3 separate regions of the Mus musculus genome follow, and all the other regions are linked to region 3. The links are chromatin contacts, called in public Hi-C and HiChIP or PLAC-seq maps. All regions are on one chromosome and are shown on one strand. The core of a region is the stretch at or near the end of the contact, and the rest is flanking DNA. Distances in the headings are between cores, read along the strand shown.

Evidence for each region. Hi-C and Micro-C count contacts between places; a contact is called where the count stands out from the background. HiChIP or PLAC-seq counts read pairs in DNA pulled down with a chosen protein or histone mark.
Region 1: a Hi-C map of the N1E-115 cell line shows a contact between it and region 3, with 10 times the contacts expected there. The contact joins the promoter of Eaf2 here to the enhancer-like site in region 3. A contact is called at or near these places in 11 of 39 promoter capture datasets (the 3T3-L1 cell line, 3T3-L1-derived adipocytes, the HPC-7 cell line and 6 more), 1 of 15 datasets of contacts at CTCF or cohesin (pro-B cells), 24 of 484 Hi-C or Micro-C datasets (the AML12 cell line, the G1E-ER4 cell line, the N1E-115 cell line and 14 more), 5 of 115 datasets of contacts at active chromatin or transcription factors (embryonic forebrain and embryonic stem cells) and 1 of 9 other capture datasets (embryonic stem cells).
Region 2: a contact with region 3 is called in an H3K27ac HiChIP or PLAC-seq map of embryonic stem cells, with 7 times the contacts expected there. The contact joins the promoter of Slc15a2 here to the enhancer-like site in region 3. A contact is called at or near these places in 11 of 39 promoter capture datasets (the 3T3-L1 cell line, 3T3-L1-derived adipocytes, the HPC-7 cell line and 6 more), 3 of 115 datasets of contacts at active chromatin or transcription factors (all in embryonic stem cells) and 3 of 9 other capture datasets (adipose tissue, embryonic stem cells and liver).

Annotation. Positions count from the first base shown.
Region 1 is chr16:36,825,430-36,829,706 of GRCm38.p6, reverse strand. Eaf2 (ELL associated factor 2) reads left to right here and starts at 1,448. Exons shown (of 6, transcript NM_001113401.1): 1 at 1,448-1,656. The coding sequence starts at 1,551. Iqcb1 (IQ calmodulin-binding motif containing 1) reads right to left here and starts at 1,307. Exons shown (of 15, transcript NM_177128.4): 1 at 1,215-1,307; 2 at 634-703.
Region 2 is chr16:36,783,034-36,787,528 of GRCm38.p6, reverse strand. It overlaps Slc15a2 (solute carrier family 15 (H+/peptide transporter), member 2), which reads left to right and starts at 2,567. Exons shown (of 22, transcript NM_021301.3): 1 at 2,567-2,874. The coding sequence starts at 2,737.
Region 3 is chr16:36,089,782-36,093,665 of GRCm38.p6, reverse strand. It overlaps Ccdc58 (coiled-coil domain containing 58), which reads right to left. Exons shown (of 5, transcript NM_198645.2): 4 at 3,706-3,765; 5 at 1,548-1,832. The coding sequence ends at 1,782. Among named protein-coding and RNA genes, the nearest start is that of Gm41450, 11 kb to the left of the region's middle. Within about 2 kb of position 1,400, at least 7 of the 459 cell types and tissues checked have an H3K27ac peak or open chromatin away from gene starts, as enhancers often do. A contact at or near this core is called in the N1E-115 cell line and embryonic stem cells, where this site is marked.

The DNA of each region.
Region 1 (4,277 bases), core at 199-2,698, 740 kb before region 3:
ACAAAATCAACCACCTGGGTTTCTCTAAACCAGTGTTTTCATCTATGAACATAATAGCCATCCCTTGTCCCTAGACTTCAAAATTTATAAGGCATTCAGCAATGATTAAGTCTAAAAATATGAAAGTATTGCTGAACCCAAAATAATTATTTAGAGAGCATGTATTAACTCATTTAACCACCTCAACAATTCTAAGGAATGGCATTATTTTTTACATAGCTATTATTATTTCCCCAATTCTAATGATAAACACATTTGTTTGATTTGCTTGCACAAAAATCACATTGAGAGTATGAAGCTGACGTACAAGCCCAGAGATTCTGGCTTCAGAACCTTCGTGCATAAATACATTGAACAATCTCTCCTTGTATCTTTAAAGGGTAGAAGGCAAAAAATAATCCCTCATCCATCTGAAAAAAATAAATTGACAAACCTATTTAAGGTAGAAGTGCTGAAAGCATAGTCTGATGCCACAATTAACCTGAAGAATCACCTGAGGGGGCTCACTGTAGACTTTCTCTGAATAATCCTCCAATACAAAGCACGCTTTCTCCTACTTCATAACACTTCTGTGAGGTGGGGTGTGTGTGTGTGTGTGTGTGAAGGCAATTATCAATCAATTGACGCTCTTACCCTACTGCTAGACTGATCTCTGAGAAATCAAGAGTCCCAAGGCCGCGCTCTTCAGTGCTTCCAGGAATCACTACAGAAACAAATGCCAGAAACAAACGTACAGCAGTCAGTTACCCCTAACCCTAGGCTTCTCCGTCGCCTCCGGAAACGCCCCCTCCTCAGGTCCTAACCCCGGCGGGAAAAGCCTGTGTTTTTAAAGGGCTAATTAAAAAATAATAAATAAATAAATAAATAAATAAGAAAGAAAGAAAGAAGAAAAAATAAATAAATGAACGGCCCTTAAAGGTAACTGCGCGGCTTCCAGAGGTTTCCAGTCTGGTCACATCACCTGAGGGGGCGCGGCTGGGGTTCCAGACCCGCCTCAGAGCAGCTAGGCCTCAGGAGGCCCCAGGCCTGGGCCCGGCCGCCACCTCTCGTCAGGCGTCCGTTTCCACACCAAACCTGCGGGCCCGGCGCGGAGGAGGCCCACGCTCCCGTTACCAGGCCCCGCCAGGCAGTTCTGCCCTGGGTGTCTGGCGTCCTAGCTTCCCCGCCCCCCTAGGGCCTTTCCTCCATCCCAGCCGCCATCTCGGGTCTGTTACCTCATCTCTTTCCCCGCGTCCGTCCACCTCAGGGCCCGACCCGCACAGCGTACCTCAGCGAGGCGGTCTCCGCCGAGCTGTGTGCGTCGCGACGCGGGAAGGGGGCTAGGGGCGGGGATGGTGGCCAGGGGCGGGGCGGGGCCCTGGGGCGAGGGGCGGGGCAGGTGTCTCCAGACAGCCAATCAAGACTCGGGGCGCTCCAAGGGGCGGCCGCACGCGTCTGGAGGTGAAAGGAGCTGGTCCCGGGCACCGAACTCAAGCTCGCAGCCAGTGCAGCTGTTCCAGAGGCTGTGGCAGGGGACGGCGAAGGCCAAAAGCGGGAGGCAGGGGACGAGGATGAGTGGACCAGCGGGACTTGCATACCTGGACCGTCGCGAGCGGGTTCTCAAGCTAGGCGAAAGTTTCGAGAAGCAGCCGCGCTGTGCCTTCCACACCGTGCGCTGTGAGTGCAGACTGTACCCCGGGTTCCTTCTGGGATGGGAGGGTGGTATGGAGACAGACTCCTCCGGATTCTGTAATTCTGTCCCCGCCGCTCTTTGCTCCCCGGGAGACCAGATGGCACAGTGATCCACTACCCAGTTGCCAGCCTCTGTGCAGGCACCTGGCGTCCCACAGTGTAGGAGAACCCTGGAAGGGTTTAAGTGAGACTGACAGACCTGAGAGGAAGTTTTGTGGGACGATCTGCACGGGTGGCTGTGGAGACTAGCGTGACAAGTGGATGGTGCAGAGTTTGAAAAGGTGACAGACAGATGGAACAAAGGACCGAATGCAGGGCAAAAGTGATGTGGAGAGGCCACAAGGACATTTCTTCCCCATTCTGGCTGATGAGGGTTCCCATTTAGTTTGTTCTTGGGAAGAGATTGTCAGCTGTCTCAATCGTTTGTATCTCTTTCCATCTCAGATTTCATGGTCAACTAAGTAATTACTGATTATCAAAAATTGAAAGATTTTTTTATCTAGTTTCTTTACTTTAAAAATCTACCTCCTAATGATTTCTACCCTTTGGTGTTTTGTTCTCTGGGATCTATTTTAATAGGTTATCTCTAATATTGTTGAAAAAGAGGTTATAATGAGCCTTTTCGTTTTAGTAATTAAATGAGATGCCAGCACGAAAAATATAACTTAATTTTGTATGTAAAACTTCTTTTTTGCATAATAGGCCACAGAATTCTAGCGCATAAGGGAAAGGTCACTGAGTTGTGACCTCTGTGTGTGTGTGTGTGTGTGTGTGTGTGAAATTGTAGATTTTTTTTCACATCTCTTTTGCAGCCCAGCTCTTCTTTACTGTCTGCTTGTCCTACATTCTCCACCATTCTGTCCTTTTCCTTACAAGGTTTATATTCTGAAAAACACTCATTTAAAACTCAGTCTTCAAAGTTTAAGTTGTAGACAATTCATCTATAATAACTCAGAGTAAATGTAGGAAGAACCAATGGGTTTAACCTTCCATTGATTATATTTAAGCTTTATAAAAAGGCTGCATTAAGCAAAAATATCATGTTTTGGTGGAATAAATGGGAGAAGTTTACCAACAGAACTTCAGTAGTGCTCCTTGTTTATTTTGCTCTGGGTTACCATCCAGAGTTCCCCACAATGAATCAGTGAGTGTTGTGCAGCCATAGTCTCTCTCCCTCTCTCCCTCCCTCTCTCTCTCCCTCTCTCTCTCTCTCCCTCTCTCCTTCTCTCCCTCCCTCCCTCCCTCCCTCCCTCCCTCCCCTCCCTCCCCCTCTCTCTCTCTGTCTCTCTGTCTCTCCCCTTTCCAAAAGCAAGGTACTGTTCTTAACTGACCTCTCAATGCCCCTTTCCCAAGTACTATGTCCTTTTCCTCTTCCTTCTTCTCAGGCATGCAGTGATCTTTTGTTTTTCAGTACAAAGTTTAAAGTTACAAAAAAGTTATTTAGTGATAGATATGTTTATTTTTTTTATGTGTATGTGTGGGCCTGAGTCTATATATGCACATCATATTATGCAGTGCCCTCAGAGACCGCAAGAGAGCCTCAAGTCCCTTGTAAGTGGAGTTAACCGTGGCTATCAGTGACCTGATGCTGGTGCTGAGAAGGACCCAAGTTCTCTGTAAGAACAGCCAGTGGTGCTCTTAACTTCTGAAACATCTCTCCAGTCCCTCGATGTATATATATTTTACAGCTTAGATATGCATTCTCTTCCTACAGATGCAAATCCAAAATTAAATGAATGAAATACAGCTTTTGAAAAGTGCCTTGCAGGTGTTCCTAAGACTTTTATTTATGGGTTCTTTACAGGATTAATTACAGCGTTAGAACTCAAACCCAGGGCTTTGTGCATACTAGTCAAGTGCTCTATCGCTGAGCTACATCCCGGCTTTACAAAAGTTCTTAAGATGTTGAAAACATATTTTCCAAATTAGAGTCGGATAATCGAGCCACAAGAATGACAATAAACAAGCATATGCCAAAAGACAAAGCATAATCACAAGCACAGTAAACAAGCTTAGACTCCACCCTTAGTCCTGCAGAAGACTTAAAAAAATACTGTCTCCCCCCCCCCCCGCCCCACCCTATCCAATTAAGTATAATATTACACAGAATCCTTTTAGGTTTATTTGAACAGGTTCATTTCCAGTGTCCCCTCAGTCTCAAGAACTCGTAAGGAATGGAAACTATATCATATAGTATTTGACATTTATGCAGAGCAGGTGGACCTAATTTAAACCACTCAAGCCAATGCTATTTGAGATTAAGTATTGTTTTGTCTCATATATGGGATAAATCTTGCCTATCTTTTATACGAATGCTTCAGATAAGCCTGTATGTGAACCCTGAACTTCACCAAACCTGTGTGTAACGTGACTTTGGGAACAGTCTCTAAGCTTTCAACCACAGTATTCATAGGTGAAAATGGTAATATCTACCTTTTTGGATTCTTTCCTAGAGAGGTTGTGGTAACATAAAAAAGAATCTAACATGGTATTTAGAACATGGTAAAGAATAAATAATAGCCACCATTAGTTTTTATGAGTTCTATTCAATTATGTACGAGGAGTACTGATGCATGCAACTTGCTTAAATGTAACAATGACAACTT
Region 2 (4,495 bases), core at 1,318-3,817, 690 kb before region 3:
CTCATTTCTACAAATAATTGAAAAATTTACTCCATGCTGTCATAACACAGAAGCCACAAATATCCTTTTTTTTTTTGTCATTGATGTTTGATTCTGATATTCAGATTCTTCTATTATTTCTATTGTCCTTTTTTATCTCTGAAGGGTTTAATACTAATTCTATGTCAAAGATGTTTTTTCTTATGTATCTCTTGGACTTGTACCCTTCTGTTTCAGGCCGACCTACCAGAAACAAGAGTATAAGCAAGCATCTTAATATGCTATTGCTCTAGGTGATCCTTAGCATCAGAGAAGCTGAATTTACCTAAGGAATGCTTCAGATTTCTTATATCTCTGATATTATTTGACTCTGTGAATAAATGCTGTTATTGTATTGCCATTATCCAGAGATAAACTTCAGGCTTTGGGCTATGACTTAGTTGGTAGAGTGCTTGCTTAGCACTCACAAAACCCTGAACTGAGTTCAGTCTCCAGCACTACATAAACTTGAAACGAGTTGGCCGCTCATTCCTGGACTCCCAGCGCTCAGCAATGCTGAAGGTAGAAGTCGGAGGATCAGAGACATTCAAGGCCATCCTTGGCTAAGTAGGAAGATCAGCAAGACCTTGTCTTGCAAAAAGACAGATTTCATAGAAATTGGTTTGAAAACCAAAGTTCACGCTCTGGAGCCTGGCAACCGGGGACCTCTGGCTGTGCATATGGGTGCTACTTCATCTGTTCTTCTGAAGTAAACACCGTCTAGAAGTTCAAGGCCAAGGCAAGGGAAACCGGTAACTTAATAAGTCGACACTACGCTCGTGCCTCTACTAGGTAACCTGACCAGAAAGTTCTGCCTATTTTAGATTCAGTATTTAACTGAGTTAGGTCAGGAAAGGCAATATTTCCTAAAAGAACAACTACAGATTAATCATTAATGCTCCAGGCAGAAGTAAAACGGGATTATTCTTTGGGTAAAGGTTGGTGGAAGAGAAAATAGATGAAAACTACAATAGAACCTGAGAGAACCTGGTCAAAGTCCAAGTTAAAGTTTAGGGGGGGAAAGGTTCATTTGTTGAAAAGTCATTCAAACGGATAATGTACGAATTTTGCAAGAAATAAGGCCATAGAGTTTTCTATCCTGTTCCCCCTACTTCTCATTTTACTATTTTCTTAGTTAACATAGAAAATAATGCATTTTTAAAAAATTTCATATATGTATGAATTTTAATTTGCTCATATTCCTTCCCCTACATTGTCCTCTTTTCCTTGTTCTTCGTTCTCAGTTTCCTCTCTTGCATTCGCCAATGAAATCACTCATCTTGACATTGCCTGACTTGGTGGGTTAGTGCTCAGGGTGTAACCCCAAGGTGCAGAAAATGTCCTTTGTAGCCTTTGGCAATATCTCCCCCTTTCTTTTGTGCTTCTCTTACCTCTTTGGATTAGCAAAAGTAACACACCAAGGGGAGAAAGAAGGAAATGCAAGGAGACTGTGTTCATTCAGACCGCGTGACGCGCATGTGTGGAAATGTCACAGTGAAAGCCAATGCTTTTACATCAGTGATATATAGTACTACACTTTCAATTTTATATACATTCAATTCAATGTAGGGTATAATGTATCTATTGTCACAATGTGTATTCCAATTGCTTGTCTGACAAGGGACTGAGTATAGTATTCTAGCGTCGGAATAAAATCCACTGAAAGTTAAGAACATTTAATGCTTGCAATAATACCTAGAAAGCAACTGGTTCATAATTTTTTGCACATGTTAAATTTTATTTCTTAATGAATGAATGAACTGATTTTTGAAGAGATAAATTGAAAATACAGAAAGCGACTTTAGCAAGGGCCATTACCAACTCTTCTTTTCCCTGTCATTTTCTTTAACCTTGTATTTTTTACTTACAGGATTTTCTAGCTGAATGCTATGATGTTGAAAACCTAAGCCCGGATCATTCTTATTCTCAGATTCAGTTCTGTGATGACTTTCCTTCTTGTTCACAGCATTTTGACTTCCTAGCCTCCCTGCGTTTCCACTTCTGTGGCTTCCATACCTGCACGACTGACTGCTGATACCTGTCTCTGCTTTTCCTATCTGTTTCTGCATAGTGAAAATTCCAGATCTGCCACTTTACTGGCCCTGTGATTTTTAGATAAGTTTCCTGATTTCTTGGAACAATAATTGTGGTATAATAAAGATAGCAGTAAAATGTATGAAAACCAAAGGTATGCATGCATACATATATGAATAACGCATATACATTAACATGGCACATAATAAGTGCCCAATAATGGCAGATATTATTAATCTGAAATCAGCCTTCTGTGTTTACACTGTTGTATTCTTCCCGCCCCCACCCCCACATGCCATTAGAAATCAGATTCAGGACCTGCAGGGCATAATGTTCTACCACTGAGCTGTATGCCTAGCCAAGATGCTGCATTCTTGAGTACTATCTAGTCCTCATTTGCAGAGGTATTTTTCTCAAACAGATAACCCTAATCGATTCTCTAGCACTGTTTCTTCTCATCTCGTGACTTGTGACGTGTTGTTCTTACTTCCCCATGCCTTACCTTTGGCACAATCAGCGTGCAGCCCCTCTCTTTTCCTATAGCTTCAAGTTCTGCTCTAAGGCAGGCAGCCACTGAAACTGACACCCACAGGGTTAAACCTATTTGCTGTAGCTATCCCTCCTCCCCCTAGTCCCCCTTTTCACTGTAGGCTGGCAGCAGTCCTAGCTGCCTACTGAAGCCAAATGCTTGAGGAGAGAGAGAGTAAGGAGCCAGCCATGAATCCTTTCCAGAAAAATGAGTCCAAGGAAACGCTCTTTTCACCTGTCTCTACTGAAGAGATGCTGCCTGGACCTCCAAGCCCTCCAAAGAAGTCAACTCCGGTGAGTCCCAAAGTTCGGTTTGTCTCTGACAGTAATAGCATACGGAAGTCTTTTGAAGTTTCTCGTTGGCTGTTGGAACTTTGTGCTGAACTGTATTAGAGCAGAAAAACTACTGCTTTCATGGAATTAGAATTCACCTGAAAATTAATTCTAGACTCTTCTGTTTTGGGAAGGAAGCAACAGGGTGGGTTAGCCAGATTTTTTTTTTCAGTTGGGCCCCAGAGTTTTGCTCTGTTTCATTGCATATTCCCTGGGGGAGAAAAAGCACTTTGAATGTCCAGGGAGACTTGGCAAGCATTCCTGTCTGGAGAACTGTGTGTGATTGTTCTTTCCTTACCAATACCAAAACTCAGCCTTTAGTTTCCCTTGTGTGCAGAGCCTTCTTTTTTTGGACACCAAAAAAGCTTTAGAATAGACCCACTCTCTGTTACTAAGTGTCCCTACTTTAAAGTGGGAGGTTGGATAGAGGAACAAAGAATAATATTTTGTATTTCGTACTCGTTAAAGCACTTCCGATTGTATCGCCTTGTTCGATTCTCATATCATATTAAAATCCTCTTTGTAGAAAGGCTACAGTAATAATAACCAATTATTTGCTGAGTTCTTAGTATCAACCATGAGGTCAGTATGATTCTGATTTCCTTGAAGTAACAGAAATGAAACACAGAGCGGAGTACTGGTGTCACTTCAGTAAGGATTGCATGTTAATCCAATCAGTGAGAGTGTATGCCGCTAATGTTAAATAAACTCTATGTTACATAGTTCTCAGGATGAGAGCTGCAAAGGTAATAATTTCAACTCAGTGCATCTTTCAATCAAGTTGTTATCATGCAGTAACATGTATATAGAAAGGTGATTTATTCATATCCACATGGGTAAAAGGCAGACTAAGTTTTTTATATATAGTTTATCATATCTTGTTAAGGGTGGTTAGAGAGGTACATACCTGTGAAATAAGAGGTAATATAAATCTCATGTTAATGTTTGAATGTCTCAAAGGATAGATGATCTTTGTCCCCTTTCCACGTTAGTGGCGCTATTGTGTAGAAAGAGATTTAAAATAAAATGTGATATTTACTATTTTACATAATGCATGAAATAGCACAGTTACTCTTATGTACAGCTTGAAAATGAAAACCTTGTTGCTGGAGAGATGGCTCAGCAGTTGAGAGCACTTGCTGTTCTTTCAAAAGACCAGAGTTTGGCTCCTGGTTCCCAAGTCAGACAGCTCACAACAACCTATAACTCCAGCTCTAGGAGATCCAACATCTTTTTCTGGTCTCTGCAGGTACCCACATACTTAGGCTCTCACATATACAAACACATATGTACATAAATACAAATACAATTTAAAAGGAAACATTACGTAAGCATACTAGTAGGAAAGGTGGACACTTAATTTCATAGGATTTCAGAATTTTCTTCCCAGAGTTAAGGTGACCAATCGGCTTATATTTAGGAGTGCCTGGCCACCACTTTGAACTCTATGCCTGGGTCTTGCAAACCATGAAAGAGAAGTCATCAGATTGTCAAGATTTCCCCCAGAATGGTGACCATGGCAGATGGGACCAGCCAGTCCCTGTAGTAGAGCTAAATGAGAGTGTGACATCTGGCTCTGACT
Region 3 (3,884 bases), core at 151-2,650:
ACACTCCAAAATGTTCTGTCGATTAAACAGCAAACTCTTCTGCCTCCATGGCTGACTTCCAGGAACATAATCTGGTGAAGATCATCATGCTGAAGGTTCAGGCCCACCAGAAGCCGGACAAGCCAGAGCCACATGCTTCAGTTAAATCATGACTAAACAGAATCCAAACCAGCAGGACGTCTGTCCTCCCTAATCACATCTGTGATTGCTACATTACAAGGCAAGAGTGATAATATAGATCAGCCAAATGCCTCTGTTAGAGAAATGCAGCAATATGGTAGAGCTAATAAGCTAAGAAGAACCCTTTGAATGTCACTGGTCTGGCTTACAGCAGGAAAGGAAGTCAGAGAGACTGCAGAACCATGAACATTAAAACACCATGGCTAACGTGACAATGGAGAAATAAGATCCATGTGTTGAGAAATGCAGGACTCAGGGAATAAAATGCACCACAACTCATGCATCTAATTTCTGCCACCAAGGTCAAAGAACTCAAAAGAGCCCCTCTTCCCCCCCCCACCCCCCACGCCCCCTTTCTGTGGACACAAAAGCCAGTCTCATTCCAAGCTGCATTTCAGCTTCCACACCCTGAATCCAGTCTATCTGGGCTTTGAAACCACAGGACTGGGACACAGAAAATATTAATAGGATGACACCAAGCAGTTAACCTGGGATGGTCTGTTCTATGGCCACAGATAGCCAGTACCCAGTACAAAGTACTTCTCTTCACTGCTGAAAATTCTCAAATCCAATAGGGCTCTTGTTTTAGTCATTTACCCCCTTCCTTTTCTAGAGCTTACACTTCTCTATGTCCATGGAAAACTGTCTAGGAAACATCACTAACCCCAACCCAAATTATTTTATATGTAAAAACAAGACAAATGTTTTTTTGAGACAGGGTTTCTCTGTGTAGTCCTGGCTGTCCTGGAACTCATTATGGCTGGCCTCAAACTCAAGAGCTCCACCTGCCTCTGCCTCCCAAGAGCTGAGATTGAACACGTGCACCACTGCAGCCTGGCTGTGAGACAGGTCCTTACTATACAGCCCCAGACGGTCTCAGACTTGTAATGCTCCCACATCAGCTTCCCAAGGCATTGGACTGCAGGCACGAGCCACCACGCCCAGCCTGAAGAAGAAAAACTGTGTTTGTTTGGATGGAATCCAGCTTGATTTTGTCATTTTTTTTCCTCTGTCTATTTTTATTTTACAAGTACAGGTATTTTGCCTAAATGTATGTCTGTGTATCACATATGTGCCTGGTGCCTATGAAGGCCAGAAGAGGGCATCAGATCCCCTGGGGCTAGAGATATAGACAGTTGTGAGCTGCCCTATGGGTGTAGGGATGGAACCTGTCCTCTGGAAGAGCAGCCAGTGCTCTTAACCACTGATCGTCTCTCTAGTCCGATTCTGCTCCTTTAAAATAAACCCACAATGACAAAAGAGAAACTAATCTATAGCCCCACCCATGCCAATAAACTCAGGCAGGCATAATGACATAGAAACTCTGTACAAACTCTCAACTTGTAAAGTCACCAAATAAATATGTACACAGAGTCAGAAAATTATTTTAATAGTTACAAAACATTTTTTACAGAATCAGTATAAAATAGCAATTGATTATTTTATAATTATGAGAATTAGACTTGAGGTCTTGGCTGAATGGGGCTGAACCAACCAAAGGTCTCAGCCTGCTGGCTCAGAGACCACCCTCAGAACCTGGCCCTGCTGACATCTGTCATGCCCAGGCGATGAGATGACCGAGTCTTAAAAAAACTCTCTCTCTACTCATTCTTTGGAGGCTTGAAGTGAACTCGGCAGCGTTCATTAAACACCTAAGATATTCAAACAGAAACAAAAGTCACCCAGATATCCTGTATAAATCAGCCTGGATATAAATTCAGATCAACAGAATTGGAGTATGTTACCATGATGTAGGGTTCGGAAACAGTAAGTCTCTTTAGCACACCAAATTAAGCATAATGTATACCTTGGTAACATTCAGTAGACAATGTCAGCACCCATTTGCTGGCTGGACCTGTCTTCTGCTAAATTATGTGTATTTGTGTATTTCTTGTTTTGATCACCTTGCTTCCAAAAATTTGAAACAACATCTCAGAAATGTCGAGAAAGCCTTTAGACTAAATGGGGCTAGTTACAGAAAGTTCTTGGTAGAAGAATTCAGAGGGGTCAACGGTGTAAAAAGGATAAGGAAGCGATTAACATTCTTATGTGAGAAGACTTCTGATGTGCGTTAAAGAACACATACACATTCATCATACTTCTGTGACAAAGGAAACTCAATACAAGGAGCAAGCCGCCGGCACGTGAAAGCACATCCCTCCCTCCAAGCGGAAGACCTCACAGCAGAGGCAGATGCTCACTGCACACCCGTCAATGGTTTGAATTTGCATTTTGAGGCAGGGTCTTGCTTTGTGGTTTATACTGGCCTTGAACTTGCTATTTGTTTGGCTTGGCCTGAAACTCACAATCCTCCTGCTGTAGCCTCCTGAGTTATGGGCCACCATGCCTGGCTAAGTTTTGACTTTTCTGTGGGCTAATGATAGAATAATACTCTCTTGATGCCTAAGCGCAGCCCACTGCTAAGTGTCCTGAGAACACTTGGGTCTCCTGGGATGTAATCCCAGCATACTGAAGAGCACCTGGATATCACATCCAAAAGGTTCCACTCTATCACACTTGGCGTGTTCCAAAATCCTCTGGACAGCCTCTCGAAAGCCAGACATTCACCACACCCCTTTCACATCAGCCCCAGAGTAAATTATCTTCTTCAGAGAATGTATGAATATACAATCATTGCCAAACCTTCCAAGGAGCACAGCCCTCAAGCTGATAGAAGGACAAGTTCAGGCTACATTTTGGCCAGGAAGACAGGATAAAGAAATGCCATAAGACACTCAATTTATAGTCTGTAATTTGGTCATGTCTTCGCATGCTGTGAGTCTTTTTAAATTTAATGACACAGTAAAAAAAAAGGTGACTACAAGTAGGTAGAGGATGATTTCACTCACGACTTTAAAAACAGTTAACAAGCCTGGCCATGCATATGAAATCTGGAAGGTCACACAGCAAGACACCAGCATCGCTCTGCTTAACGACTGCTTTGCTTTGCTTTTATTTCTTTTCTTTCTCTTTCTTCCTTGTTTGTGAACATTGTGAAACAAAATTATTTCTGCAACCAAAGCTCCTGACGAGATAAGCAATTATTAAATGCCAGAAGTCAGTCAGTGCCCAGCGGCTAATATTTAACCCTAATGAGACCTAGAGGAGAGTGGGGGAGCTAAGTCTGCCTGCTCTTTCCTTCTCCTTAGTGTTCCCTGTGTAACTGCATTCAATGAGACTCCATGAATATTAACCGACACAATTGCAGAATAATGCTGGCAACTTTGTTTTTATGAAAAGTAACTACACAAAAGGCTAAGTTTAACAAATAACCTCTTTGAAAGTTCTCTTTACTACAGTAAAAACTCTGAATGTTAACCATATACAGTTAGTGTTAGGAGATACAAAGAACGTATCTAACCCCCCTCTGTAGGTCACAGATCCTCTGAAGTTAACAGCACTCACACCCTCAGCGTTGCTGGGGTTCTTTGTTCTCAGAGCCTGCCTGCACTGCCCTCCCCTGGTTGTCTCCTGCTTGTTCAGTTTTTCTCCTATTTCTCTATAAAAATCAACATTATTTCCTACCTTCCAGCTCCTGTCATTTACCACTTCTTCGACATTTAGTTCTGACTGCATCCATTTCAACTGCAAGAGAAAAATAGGAATTCTGAACTGTAAAGAGTTAAAACTATAGCACCCAGTGCTGGAGGAATGGTGATAGGGTAGATACAGGCAGATCCTGGGGACCTGCTGGCCAGCCAATT